Regions from separate parts of the Sus scrofa genome. Here region 1 is linked to region 2. Evidence: chromatin contacts called from public HiChIP or PLAC-seq data. All regions are on one chromosome and are shown on one strand. Each heading gives the region's core, a stretch centred on a gene start, on an enhancer-like site or on the middle of the called end of the contact. The rest is flanking DNA. Distances are from core to core; before and after follow the strand shown.

Region 1 (6,186 bases), core at 1,739-4,238, 680 kb before region 2:
AAGAGTCCAGCCATTCCTGGCATCCAAACAGACCTAGGGGAAGTGGATGGAGGAATCAAAAGTCTGGGGTAGGGTTGTGTGTCCGGCTTGGGATGCCTCCCTCTTCCTAGCCAGCGCCCCAACCCGCCCTCATCCTGCGCAGAGAGGGCACTTACAGGCCTTGGAGGCCGGAGAGGGCCTCGTCCTGGGGGTCCCATCCCTGGCCTGACGGTGCCCTCAACCAGCAGCGGCAGCATGATCTAGGCGCTGGTCCAGGTCGAGGGTTGCGGGTCGTAGGGGGAGCGGGGGACAGCAGCCAAGCCTACTCCAAGTAACCATCGAAGACGTCGAGCTCCGAATCGGCATCGTAGAGGCCCGAGCCGGGGTCAGAGAGCACGCCGAGGTCCACGAGCGCCTGGTCCATGTCCTCGGGCAGGAAGACTAGGCCCACGTTAAGGACGATGTACTCCATGAGAAAGGCGTAGTATAGGATCAGCACATTGACGAAAAAAAGGCCCACGTAGAACATAGAGGGTAGCAGCGGCGGCGGCACGGAGGGGACCAGGGGGCCCAGCGCGTCCAGGTGGGCCGCGACCCGGGCGCCGGGCATGCAGGGGGCGGCGAGGGCGGCAGCAGCCCGGCGATCTCAGCGAGCTCAGCCGCTGCGGCGCCCGGCCAGCCGGCGAGCGGGCAGCTCAGCCATCCAGGGCCGCCCCGGGGCTGGCCGAGGCGGCGCTGGGCCCCGGCGGTGCCCCGGGGGATGTGCGTTGGCCCCTGCAGACGCACCCGGGCCCCCGAAACGTGCCAGGCGGGTCACCCCACCCCCAGAGGTGCCCACACGGCCCTGTAGATCTGCCCAGCGGTCAGGCGGATCCCCCTGAAGTAGCCGGCGGCTGCCCGGCTCCTCCGATGTGTCCCGCTCGCGCTCACGGGCCCTCGCAGCGCCTGCGGGGACCCTCGCCGCGGGTCATCTCAAGGGCCAGTCCCGGCGGCGGTCTCTTCAGCCGCGCCCAGCCGTTCCTCGAGCCCTCTCCGCGCCCCCGAAGGCCCAGCGCCCATAGCTGCGGCCGCCGCGTCGCTCTCCTGGTCGCATTCCGAGCACCGCCTCCGGAGCAGCCCCGCGCTGATTGGCCCGCCGCCCCAGCCTGCGCTGATTGGTAACCTCAAAGCCAACACTGATTGGCCCGAGCCGTCAGATGGGCGGGTACCTCCGCGCTCCGCCCCTCGAGGTGCTGGCTGCTGAGTTTCTTTCCTAGTTCCGGACTCAGAGCAGATCTGGAATACAATTTTCTCAGTGAATCCGCGACGGAGTAGGGGGAAGGGAAAGAGTTAGAACACATTTCAAACCTAGACGTATCCTAAGGCTACCAAAACTGAGGGAAACCTTGGTTTCATTAGCACCTGCTGGATTTGAGTATTGGCGCCAAGCCTTTTTGGGAGTCAATTTACCAGTTGAAAAAAGAGGCAGGGTCGGGGCGGTGGACCTTACCAGTGAAAATTTTGGATTTCCCTGAAGTGGCAAATTGTCCTCGGTGGGGAAGATCGACCAGTCCCCTTCATCTCTCCAAATTCTGGCTGCTGGAAGGTCCAGCCCCGCGGTACGGGGCGGGATGGGAGTGGGGGGAATCTGCGTAATAAGGCAGGTCAGGTCTGCAGCAGGAGAATTGCTTCTTGTTTTTACTTTGAGAAACTTGTTTTAAAGCAGTAATAATGCACGTGGTTTTAACCAAGAAATACACAGAAAAGTAATTTCCCTCTGATTCCCCTCCTCAGGGGCAACACCTGTACATCCACCAAGCAACTGATCTTGCCCAAAGCACCCTCCAAAGCAGTTAAGCAGGCCACACTGAGCTGGGTGCTTTACATGCATTGCTTAATTGCAGCCAGATGGGGAAGTGTAGTATGTCATCCCTTTCTACAGACGAGAAAACTGAGAAACAGAAGGACTCTGGAAGCTTCTGGGCCTGTGGGTGTTTGGAGGACAGAACCTGCCCTATTTTCTCCATGACTGTCTCTTGCTCCTTTAGGTGAACTGCAGAGCAAACCATTAATCCTCCAACTGGTGAAAATGAAACAAACTGTCATTCATTTATTCACTCTGCCAACACTTGTTGAACACCTATTATGTGCCAAACTTTGTGCTAGGCATTGGGGAGAACATTGGCTTCTTAGTCCAATTCTGTCCTAAGCGACACAGTAGACCTTTGATAACTATGAGGTGTAGAAATGAATACATAGGAAAAAAATTGCCTCCACAAAATTTCTCCCTCCTAATCCAGAAGAGAAATGTAGATACATCTTGGCTGGTGTAGGAAGCTGGGTATTTCCTTATTTTTAAAAACGTGGTTGTTTTGGAAATGGTATGGATTTTGGGTGAAGACCAGAGAACTCTGAAAGTACAGGACGTTCAATTTTGGTACATTGTTGCTTGAAGGCCTTTCAATATTTATTTTTTAATTTTAGTAGAAAAAGAAAAGTTGTGAGGATAATTCAGACTGTTACCAATTTGGTGCAGTTTTGTTCATGGGGGATAAAAACCAGGGTGCCTGGGTTTGAACCCTGGTTCTGCCCCTTAATAACTGTTATGACCTTGGACAAGTCAACCCTTCTGTGATTCAGTTTCCTTCTGCTAAAAACAGAGATAATAGTACTCACCTCAGAGGGTTTTTAAGAGAATTAAATGACAATATATGTAAGCCGCTTAGGGCAGTGGCACATAGTACGCCAAGCAACAGGTATTCTTATTCTTATCATAAAGCTAATAATTATTAATATTGTGGTAACTTTTATTCACGCATCTTCACGGACTCATTTCTTAGGGCTTCGCCCATAGCTTTCCCGTTCCCGCCCATCCAAGCAATACTGCGGACTACCCCCGTCTCGCTCCGCCTCTTTTCCGAGGCCGCTGGCCCGCAGTTGCGTGATGCACGCTGGGCCTTGTAGTTCGTACGTAGAGTCCTGGCAGCAGGGGCGTCGAGGGTGAACTGCATTTCCCAGCTCTCCTCGTGGCGGCGGCCGTAAAGCGCGGCGGTCGAACGGCCGGTTCCGGCTGAATGTCAGTGCGGGGCTGTGGGCCGGATAGGAAGGTGGTTGGTGGTGTCCCCGCCACCCCCTTCGTTACCTCCTCCGTTTCTGCCGCCGCAGCAGGCGTCCAGCCGCTCAGCCGCTCGGGCATGAGACCGTGAAGCAAGCAACGGGCCAGGGCCGCCGACATGTTTGGCCGCTCGCGGAGCTGGGTGGGCGGGGGCCATGGCAAGTCTTCCCGCAATATCCACTCCTTGGACCACCTCAAGTGAGTGTATTGGGGCAGAGGGGGGAGGCCGCGGGGCTGGACGTGGGGTTGGGGGCGCATAGCCCTGGGCCGGGGGCGCTGGGAAGTGTGAGAGCGGAGGCGGAGGGCTGAGAGAGGCGCCCGAGAAAAGCTGTGTGGTAGTTAAGAGCTAAGGGCTCTGCGCTCAGGGCGCCTGTGTTTGAACCCTGACCCCGTAGCTCCTCTCTGTGTGACCTTGGGCAAGTCGCTTGGTTTCTCAGAGTCTCGGTTTTTGCATCAGTAGAGTAAGGGGATGAGATTTCAGTTTACGGATGCAGATTTCGTTCTTGCCCGGGTCGGACAATGGGCACCAAGCTTCCCCGGGGTGGTACTTCTTAGGCTGGACAGCTTGGGGGTCGGAGGTTTGGATCCTGGAGTCAGAGACATGTGGGTTCGAATTTAAGTGTGTGAATTTAGGCTTCTGTTTCCTCAGTGGTAAAATGGATATAGTGACAGCCCCTGCTTCCTACCATTCTTTTGTGGGTAGAATAAGAGAATGTACAAAAAATTGGAAGCTTGTCCAAGTGCTTGATAAAGGACAGTATTTTTTTTTTTAAATTAGTTTCTTAGGAGAGTCTAAAGAGGGACTGTCAGAGTAGAGCTTTGGGTGAGGACAGGTGGCAGAGGTGGTCCTGGGAAGCAGAAAGAAGTACAGAGTGGCTTTGCAGTCAGATCTGCATTCAAATCCTGATTCCACCATTTAATGGCTGTGTGACCTTGGACAAATTGCTTCACCTCTCTGAGCCTCTGATTCCTCATGTGCAAATGGGGGTGACGAACATTGCGCAAGGATTCAGTAATGCTGTTCGTGGAAATAGATCGATCCGCTGTCTGTTATTCAGTAGGTGGCCAATAATGGTAGCTGTGTTTATTAGCTGGGCAAGGGCTTCTCAGACCACCCTACCTAAACTGCTTCCCTTACCCCAATTCCTTTCTGTTAGAGCTTTCTCTTGATTTCATTCGTTTGATTCATCTCCACTATCTGCAGTTACCCTGTTGTTGTTGTTGTTGTTATTTGTTTTTTTTTTTTTTTTACTACTTTTCTGTTTTCTCCTAACCTGGTACCTCCAGGAGGCCAGAGAACTTGTTTTGCTTACGCCTGTATTCCCAGCATCTAGCTCTGTGCCTGGCACACAGTAGGAGCTCAGTGGATACTTAAAGAATGAAAAACATGGGAGTTCTGCTGTGGCACAGTGAACTAAGGACCCGGTGTTTCCGCCGCTGTGGTGGAGGTCACAACTGCAGCTCGGATTCAGTCCCTGGCCCTGGAGATTCTACATGCTGCAGGTGTGGCTGAAAAAGAAAAAAAGGAAAAAAGAAAGAGAAAAGAATGAAGAAAATGAATGAATCGGGGAGAGGTGTAGAGTATGCAGGCAGAGCCCAGAGCTCAGGGTGTGTGTGTGTGTGTGTGTGTGTTGCCGGAAGTTGAGACCTTTGAGGAGGGAACGGCTTTGGGGAGGAAGATATAGTGGGGGTGGGGGGGATAGTCAACCTTTTGTGGTAATCAATTGGTTGGTTTCCAGAAGGAGCACCCAAGATTATTAATAGAAAACGGGTGGAGGAGGTGGGAGACAGGGAGCAGTAGGAGGAAGACAGGGGCCTCCGGAAAGAATTGGTGGGAGGCAAGTTAGGTAGGGGCTTCTCATTTGGCAGGGAGCAGGGGTGCTATAATTCCAAGCTGTATCCTTTCTAGCATGCAGCAGGCATTTAATGTTTGTGGGTCTCAAAGAGTGGGGGGCAGGAGGGATTGTTATGTAGTGAGGAATGGTTTGGGGAGGTGGCAATGAGAGGGGACAGGGAGAGGAGAGAGGCCTAGGTTCAGGAGGGTGTGTGTAGAGAAGCAGGAGTCTTAAATGGGAGGGCAGCTGGACGGCAAAGGGAGAGGCTTGAGGACTCAGGAATTTAGAGAGTGGGTGGATGAGGCGGAGAGGGGAGGATGGTTATCTAAGGAGGCCAGGCCTCTTGCCAGCATCCAGGTACCTGCAGTCTCTCACTAACTCTGCCTGACTCTAGCCCTTTAGTAATTATTGAATGCATTTTCGGTGCCAGGTGCTTGTTAAGGGCTTCCTGTGTCTTATTTCCTTCAGTCCTCACAAGTCCCATGAGGTATAGGAAGGATTATTGTTACCATTTGATAGAGTAGAAACTAAAATCCAAAGAGGTTAAATCACTTGCCCAAGGTGGTAAGAGCTAAAATGTCAGAGCCAGGATTTAACTTCAGTGTTTGCATCATTACACTGGTTTTTGTTTTTTGTTTTTTTTTGGGTTTTTTTAAATAAAACTTTCAAAAAGTGAGTTTGGGAAGACATTCAGCGTGACTGAGTTATTTTGCCTAATGGGGCATCTTTGCTGTCCAACCAACCAGGGAGGGAATGGTCCAGGTTCTCAGGTTCCTTTGAAGTGTCAGAAACTGCCCAGGTTCATTGTTTAGGTCACAGGGCTATTAGGTGCTTTTTGGAAACCGGAGCTGCCTGCCCTGGATCAGGCAGATCAGCTTAATCCATATTACAGGCTGAAGAACCTGGTGATGGGTGTTTTGCTGTGGGGCTTAGCAGATTCCAAAGTGATGGGAAGGAGCACCCACCATAAACAACTAGTGCCCACTCCGCGCGTGGCTCTGATGGGAGATGTCCTGGGCCTTGAGTACAGAACAGCCCATTCCCTGAGGGAGCTCACAGGCTGGCGGGGGCGACAGCCATAGAGCTAGTGACTCTGCAGTGTGACAAGTGCTGGGATCCCTCTAGGTTCATGGTTCTGCGCAAACCCCTCTCGGAAGCTCTCGGAGAGGCAGCACCAGAGCAGAGTTGTCAAGGGCAAGCAGGGGCCACCGTGTGGAGTGCAGCATGTGAGAAGGCGACCCTGGGGTTTGAGGAATGTCGAGGTGGGGCTGGTAGTTG
Region 2 (5,500 bases), core at 334-2,833:
TACCGTGTGACCTCCAGGTCAAGGGCACCAGGTTGCAGCCACCCTCCTGCCCCAGGTTCCCAGGCCTCTGACAATCCCAGCAGCTGTGAGGCTGGTCCCCGCATTAAAACCCTTCTATTCATGGTACAGCCTCTTGCTTGCCCTGATCCCCCACCCCCAGGAGGCCTTTTTTTGTTTTTTTGCTTTTTAGGGCCGCACCCACGGCATATGGAGGTTCCCAGGCTAGGAGTTGAATCAGAACTACAGCTGGTGGTCTACACCACAGCCACAGCAACATGGGATCCGAGCCATGTCTGTGACTTACACAGCTTGCCTCAGGCAATGCTGGATTCTTAACCCACTAAGCGAGGACAGGGATCAAACCCGCACCCTGATGGATACCAGTTAGGTTCTTAATCCACTGAGCCACAATGGACACTCCCCCCGGAGGCTCTTCGCAAGAGTAACCGCAGCTGGAGTGAGAGACTGATTCTGAGGAATGGATGGCCTGGAGGCGGATGGGGACACAGCCGAGGCACCCTGGCAACTTGAGGCAGCATATGGAGATCACGTGATATCTTGGCGCCGGATGGGAGACAGGCAGATGAAGGAATCTAGGTAACTGCAAGCAGCACAGAAGGAAAAATGTCGAAGTCTCACCAGCCGAACACAGCCCCCTGGAGGCCAAACGTGTGGCTTTTAAGGAAATACCCTGAATACAACCTGGCTCAGCTAAGCACCTTGGAATCCACTTTTTTTTTTTTCTAACAGATGCATTGAGATATAATTCACACACCCTACAATCAACTCATTTAAAGTGTACATTTCAATGATTTTTAGTACATTCAGAGCTGTGCAACCATCATACAGTCATTGGTAGTTGACTGACGTATGAGGCGGGGGCGGGAAACAGACAATACACCACATACTAATAGCTCTATCCGGTCCCCCACGGCCAGCGGGTCTCTCCCAGCAGTTGATCCATGCACCCCTCCTGTGTCACTGAACACAGGACCCTGTCCCCTCCCCACAGGGGACAATACAGCAGTGAGGCTGGCCAAGCGCCCCGTGACACATGCACACACTTAAGCCAGACAAACATGCACACGTTGGGCCTGAAACAGGAACAAGGTCCCCACATGAGGCTTTGAGGCTGAGGGGCCTCTTTGCCTCCTGGGAGGAAGTGTCCCAGGCCCGAGGTCCAGTCTACGGGGCCACGTCCGGGTTGAAAGCCTGGATGCTCCAGACCCCTCCCAGCACAAGGCAACACAGACCCAACCCAAACTTCCTCTACTGCGAGGGAAACGCAGAGATGAACTTAGTCCAGGGTTTCTTAATACAGATCATGTGGACATTTGGGGCTGGACAATCCCCCGCTGTGCGTGGCTGTCCTGCACCCTGTCGGACGTTGGCAGCATCTCCGACGCCACCTGATGCCAGCAGCTTCCCTTGCCCCACAGCTGGGGGGTAAAATCACCCCCAACTGAGAACCACTGATCTAGATAAGCCCTGTCCAAACCCAGCTGGGGAAACGGAGGCTAAGAGGTGAGGAATCACAACAGCTGCCACTGACCGGGCACCTACCTGGAGCTGACCCCACGCCAAGGGCCCTAGACGTTTTCATTTCGAATCGTCACCGCCATCCTAGGAGGTGAGCGTTACCACTTCTCCTTCACACATGCAGCATCTCTGGCTCAGAGAGGTCAAGTGACTGTCCTTGGGGGCTAGAGCAAGGGGCCACCCGAGCTAGGCATCCCCGACTTGGGGCCCCAGTGGCGGCGGCGGTGGCGGTGGTCACCGTGAGCTGAAGGTGAACTTCACGGAGGGAGCATTGGTAAACAGGCAGCAGGTGCCGGCAAATTCTTTAAGGACATCTGCTGATGGGTCTGTTGTCAATTGCAAACATCTGTGGGTTTCCGCTGGCGTCTGCTCGGCTCCTTCCGGTCCCTGTGGATGGTTGGGCATGTGCGGAATTACAGGTTTCTGAGCTGATGGGCCACCTTTGGCCTCTATTATCCCAGGTCTCTGTGGGCAGGTGGCTCTGGTGAAAACGTAACCATCTGTCAAAACAAAATCATAAGCTCTTGGCGCTGGATGTAGCCTCAGAATGTACCTGATTCAACACCTGCATCCTCCAGGTGGGAAATTGGGGGGGGCGGACCCCTGTGCTCAGGGCTGCCCAGGGAGCTGAGCTGGCACAGGGCTGGAAAGAGGAGCAGCCAAGAGAGACGTCACACACAATTCCCAGTGTACAATCCCACGGCTTTTCGTATATTTCTAGAACAGTGCAACTATCGCCACAATCCATTCTACAACACTATCATCACCCTGCCTCAAAGCCCAGACCCCCTCGCAATGGCCCCCCACTGCTGTTTTCCCCCAATTCATCCCAGCCCTGGCAACCACGAACTAATGTCCCTCTTGATGAATTTGCCTATTCCGAATGTTTCGTGTAAATGGAATCGTACAATCTGCGGTCTCTGGGGACCAGCTTCTCTCACTCAGCGTGTTTTCAAGATTCATCTGTGTTGGAGTTCCCATCGTGGCTCAGTGGTTAACGAGTCCGACTAGGAACCATGAGGTTGAGGGTTCGATCCCTGGCCTTGCTCAGTGGGTTAAGGATCCGGCATTGCCGTGAGCTGTGATGTAGGTTGCAGATGCGGCTCGGATCCCGAGTTGCTGTGGCTCTGGTGTAGGCTGGTGACTACAGCTCTGATTGGACCCCTAGCCTGGGAACCTCCATATGCCGCGGGAGCGGCCCAGGAAATGGCAAAAAGACAAAAAGAAAAAAAAAGTTTCATCTGTGTTGTAACACGTAGCCAGGCTACATTCCTCTTTAAGGCTGAATGATACTCCACTGTAATAATAGACCACATGCTATGTCTCTTCATTCGTTGATAGACATATCCCTTGCTGCCACTTGAGTGTTTGCCTTTTTTTTTCTGGCCATGCCTGCGACCTGTGGAAGTTCCCAGGCCCTAGATCGAGCCCAGGCCACAGCAGCAACAACGCCTGATCCTTAACCACTGCTAGATCACCAGGAAACTCCAAGTTGGAGGTTTTCTTGCTGTTACAAACCTCTTTTCTTTTATGAAACAGTATGTGGGGGGGGGCAGTCCCTTGTGGGGCTTAAGGATCCAGCATTGTCACTGTAGCAGCTTGGGTCACTGCTGCCGTGGTGCAGGTTAGATCTCTGGCCCACCCAGGAACTTCCGCAGGCTTCAAGGTGTGGCCAAAAAAAAAAAAAAACTTACAAAACATCAACGACAACAGCAAAAGGAAAGACTGGGGTGGAGAGTGGTTGGGGAGGTTTTTAATGGCTTTACTAGTCAAAATAAGAAGTTAGCAATCTATGTCCACCCTCAAATTTTTTTAAAGAAACTTTAAATTTTAGAATGGTTTTTGATTTAGAGAAAGATGGTGAACGTAGGGTTGAGAATTCCATGCACTCGCATCCAGCTTCCTCTATTATTAACAGTGACACATTATTATTTACTAAAGTCTGGGCTTTATTCAGATTTCCCCAGGTTTTTGGTTTTTTTTTTTCCCAAAAAAGTCTTTTTTTCTGTTCCAGGATCCCTTCCAGGACACCACATTATGCAGAATCCGACTGCAGGCTCCTCCGGGCTGTGACAGTTTCTCAGACTGTCCTGATTTTTATCACCTTGACACTTTTCGGGAAGAGCTGTCAAATCCCTCAATTGGGATTTGTCCTGTGGTTTTCTCATGATTAGAATGGGGTGCTGTGTTTGGGGAGGAAGCCCACAGAGGTGAAAGGCATTTTTCATCAAAAACATATCAAGGGCACATGGCCTCAAGGTGACCTGTCACTGTCGATGGTGACCTGGCTGATTGAGATGAATTATTTGGAATTCTTCTGTGTGGGAAATTCATCCCTCTCCCATATTAAAAGGCTATATGTATTTATTATATATATTTTATATATTTATTTTATTTTATTTTATTTATTTATTTGTCTTTTTGCCATTTCTTGGGCCGCTCCGGCGGCATACGGAGGTTCCCAGGCTAGGGGTCGAATCGGAGCTGTAGCTGCCAGCCTACACCACAGCCACAGCCATGTGGGATCCGAGCCACATCTGCGGCCTACACCACAGCTCACAGAAACACCAGATCCTTAACCCTCTCAGTAAGGCCAGGGATTGAACCCACATCCTCAGGGATACTAGTTGGGTTAGTTAACCACTGAACCACGACAGGAACTCCTATTTTTTAAAAACTTCTATCAGCAATGCCTTAAATCCTGGCTGTCACCACTGCAGGCTCCTGTTGGTCAAATGGGATCTGCCACAGAGAGAGAGAGAGAGAGACCCCCATTTGCGTGCCAGGCCCAGATGGGGCATTTCATTTCACACAAGAGGCCATTTTCTGGCAAAATGGGGCTGGGCCTCCCCAATTTACAGATGAGGTTCAGAGTGGCCAATGCAGTCCCAGGTCACAAGGTGTGAGCGGCAGCTGCAGAGCCTGAACCCACTGGCTTCTCACCTCCCTCCCCACCCACCCACCTGCTAAAGTTAACTGCTGGCGAGCAGGAAGAACCCAGGCCACGGGGGAGGAGTTGTAGGGGACGGATTATACCAGCCTTGGAGCGCCAGCACCTGCAGGGAGACATCCCACTGCTCCGACCTTCAGCTGCTGTTGCTCCTCTAGTTAGAAAATGGAAAAGGTCAGGAGATGAACTGCGGGACGCCCCGGCCTGAAGGGCGCCACCTTGCGTCGCCGGACCCCCACATACACCGCCCTTTATACTGGGCCTGATGGATGCCCACACACTGGGAGAAGCCCGGCAGGTCCTTTCAAGGACTCTTGGCTCACTCCCTGGACCACATCTGGAAGCGCGCCTCCATCATCCTCCTGCCTCCTAGCAGGGCTGTGCTGGGCATCGCTGAAACCTCGGAGGCCGACTCCTAAGGGACAATCCTTGGGGCGCGGGGGAGGGGGGCAGACCTGGACTCCACGCTTGACCTCTGGTGCCCCCCTCCCACCTGGGAAAGGCAACTCAGTTTCCTGGTCGGGAGCGCTGGACTAGGGGAATCCTGAGATGCTGGTTCACCCTTGGAGAGAGTCCTTCCAGCTCTCTGGGCCTCAGGTCCTCCTCTGTAAAAACGGAGGTAACAGCTGAGTCCCCGGGGGCGGATCAACCCCTGCCTCCAACCAAAACTCCGCTGTCTCAGCCGCCCCGTGGGCCGCCGCCTGTGACAGCAGCGCCCCCTTCTGATCGGGGTGCCTCTTGGCCTCCGTGGAGCGTCCCTTGCTCTCTGTCTCCCTCTGCAGGTCATTCTTGGAAGGGCAACTTCTTATTTATTTATTTATTTATTGTCTTTTTGTCTTTTCTAGGGCCGCTTCCGGCGGCATATGGAGGTTCCCAGGCTAGGGGTCCAATCAGAGCTGTAGCTGCCAGCCTACACCAGAGCCACAGCAACGCGGGATCCGAGCCGCGTCTGCGACCTACACCACAGCTCATGGCAACGCCAGATTCTTAACCCACTGAACAAGGCCAGGG

Evidence for each region. HiChIP or PLAC-seq counts read pairs in DNA pulled down with a chosen protein or histone mark.
Region 1: an H3K27ac HiChIP or PLAC-seq map of alveolar macrophages shows a contact between it and region 2. The contact joins the promoter of CLEC16A here to the promoter of LITAF in region 2. A contact is called at or near these places in 1 of 47 Hi-C or Micro-C datasets (retroperitoneal adipose tissue) and 1 of 2 datasets of contacts at active chromatin or transcription factors (alveolar macrophages).

The regions. Positions count from the first base shown.
Region 1 is chr3:32,155,145-32,161,330 of Sscrofa11.1, reverse strand. CLEC16A (protein CLEC16A) reads left to right here and starts at 2,988. Exons shown (of 25, transcript XM_021086617.1): 1 at 2,988-3,271. The coding sequence starts at 3,192. It overlaps DEXI (dexamethasone-induced protein), which reads right to left and starts at 1,109. Exons shown (of 2, transcript XM_003124598.4): 1 at 156-1,109. The coding sequence starts at 589. The coding sequence ends at 302.
Region 2 is chr3:31,478,688-31,484,187 of Sscrofa11.1, reverse strand. It overlaps LITAF (lipopolysaccharide-induced tumor necrosis factor-alpha factor), which reads right to left and starts at 1,583. Exons shown (of 4, transcript XM_021086604.1): 1 at 1,564-1,583.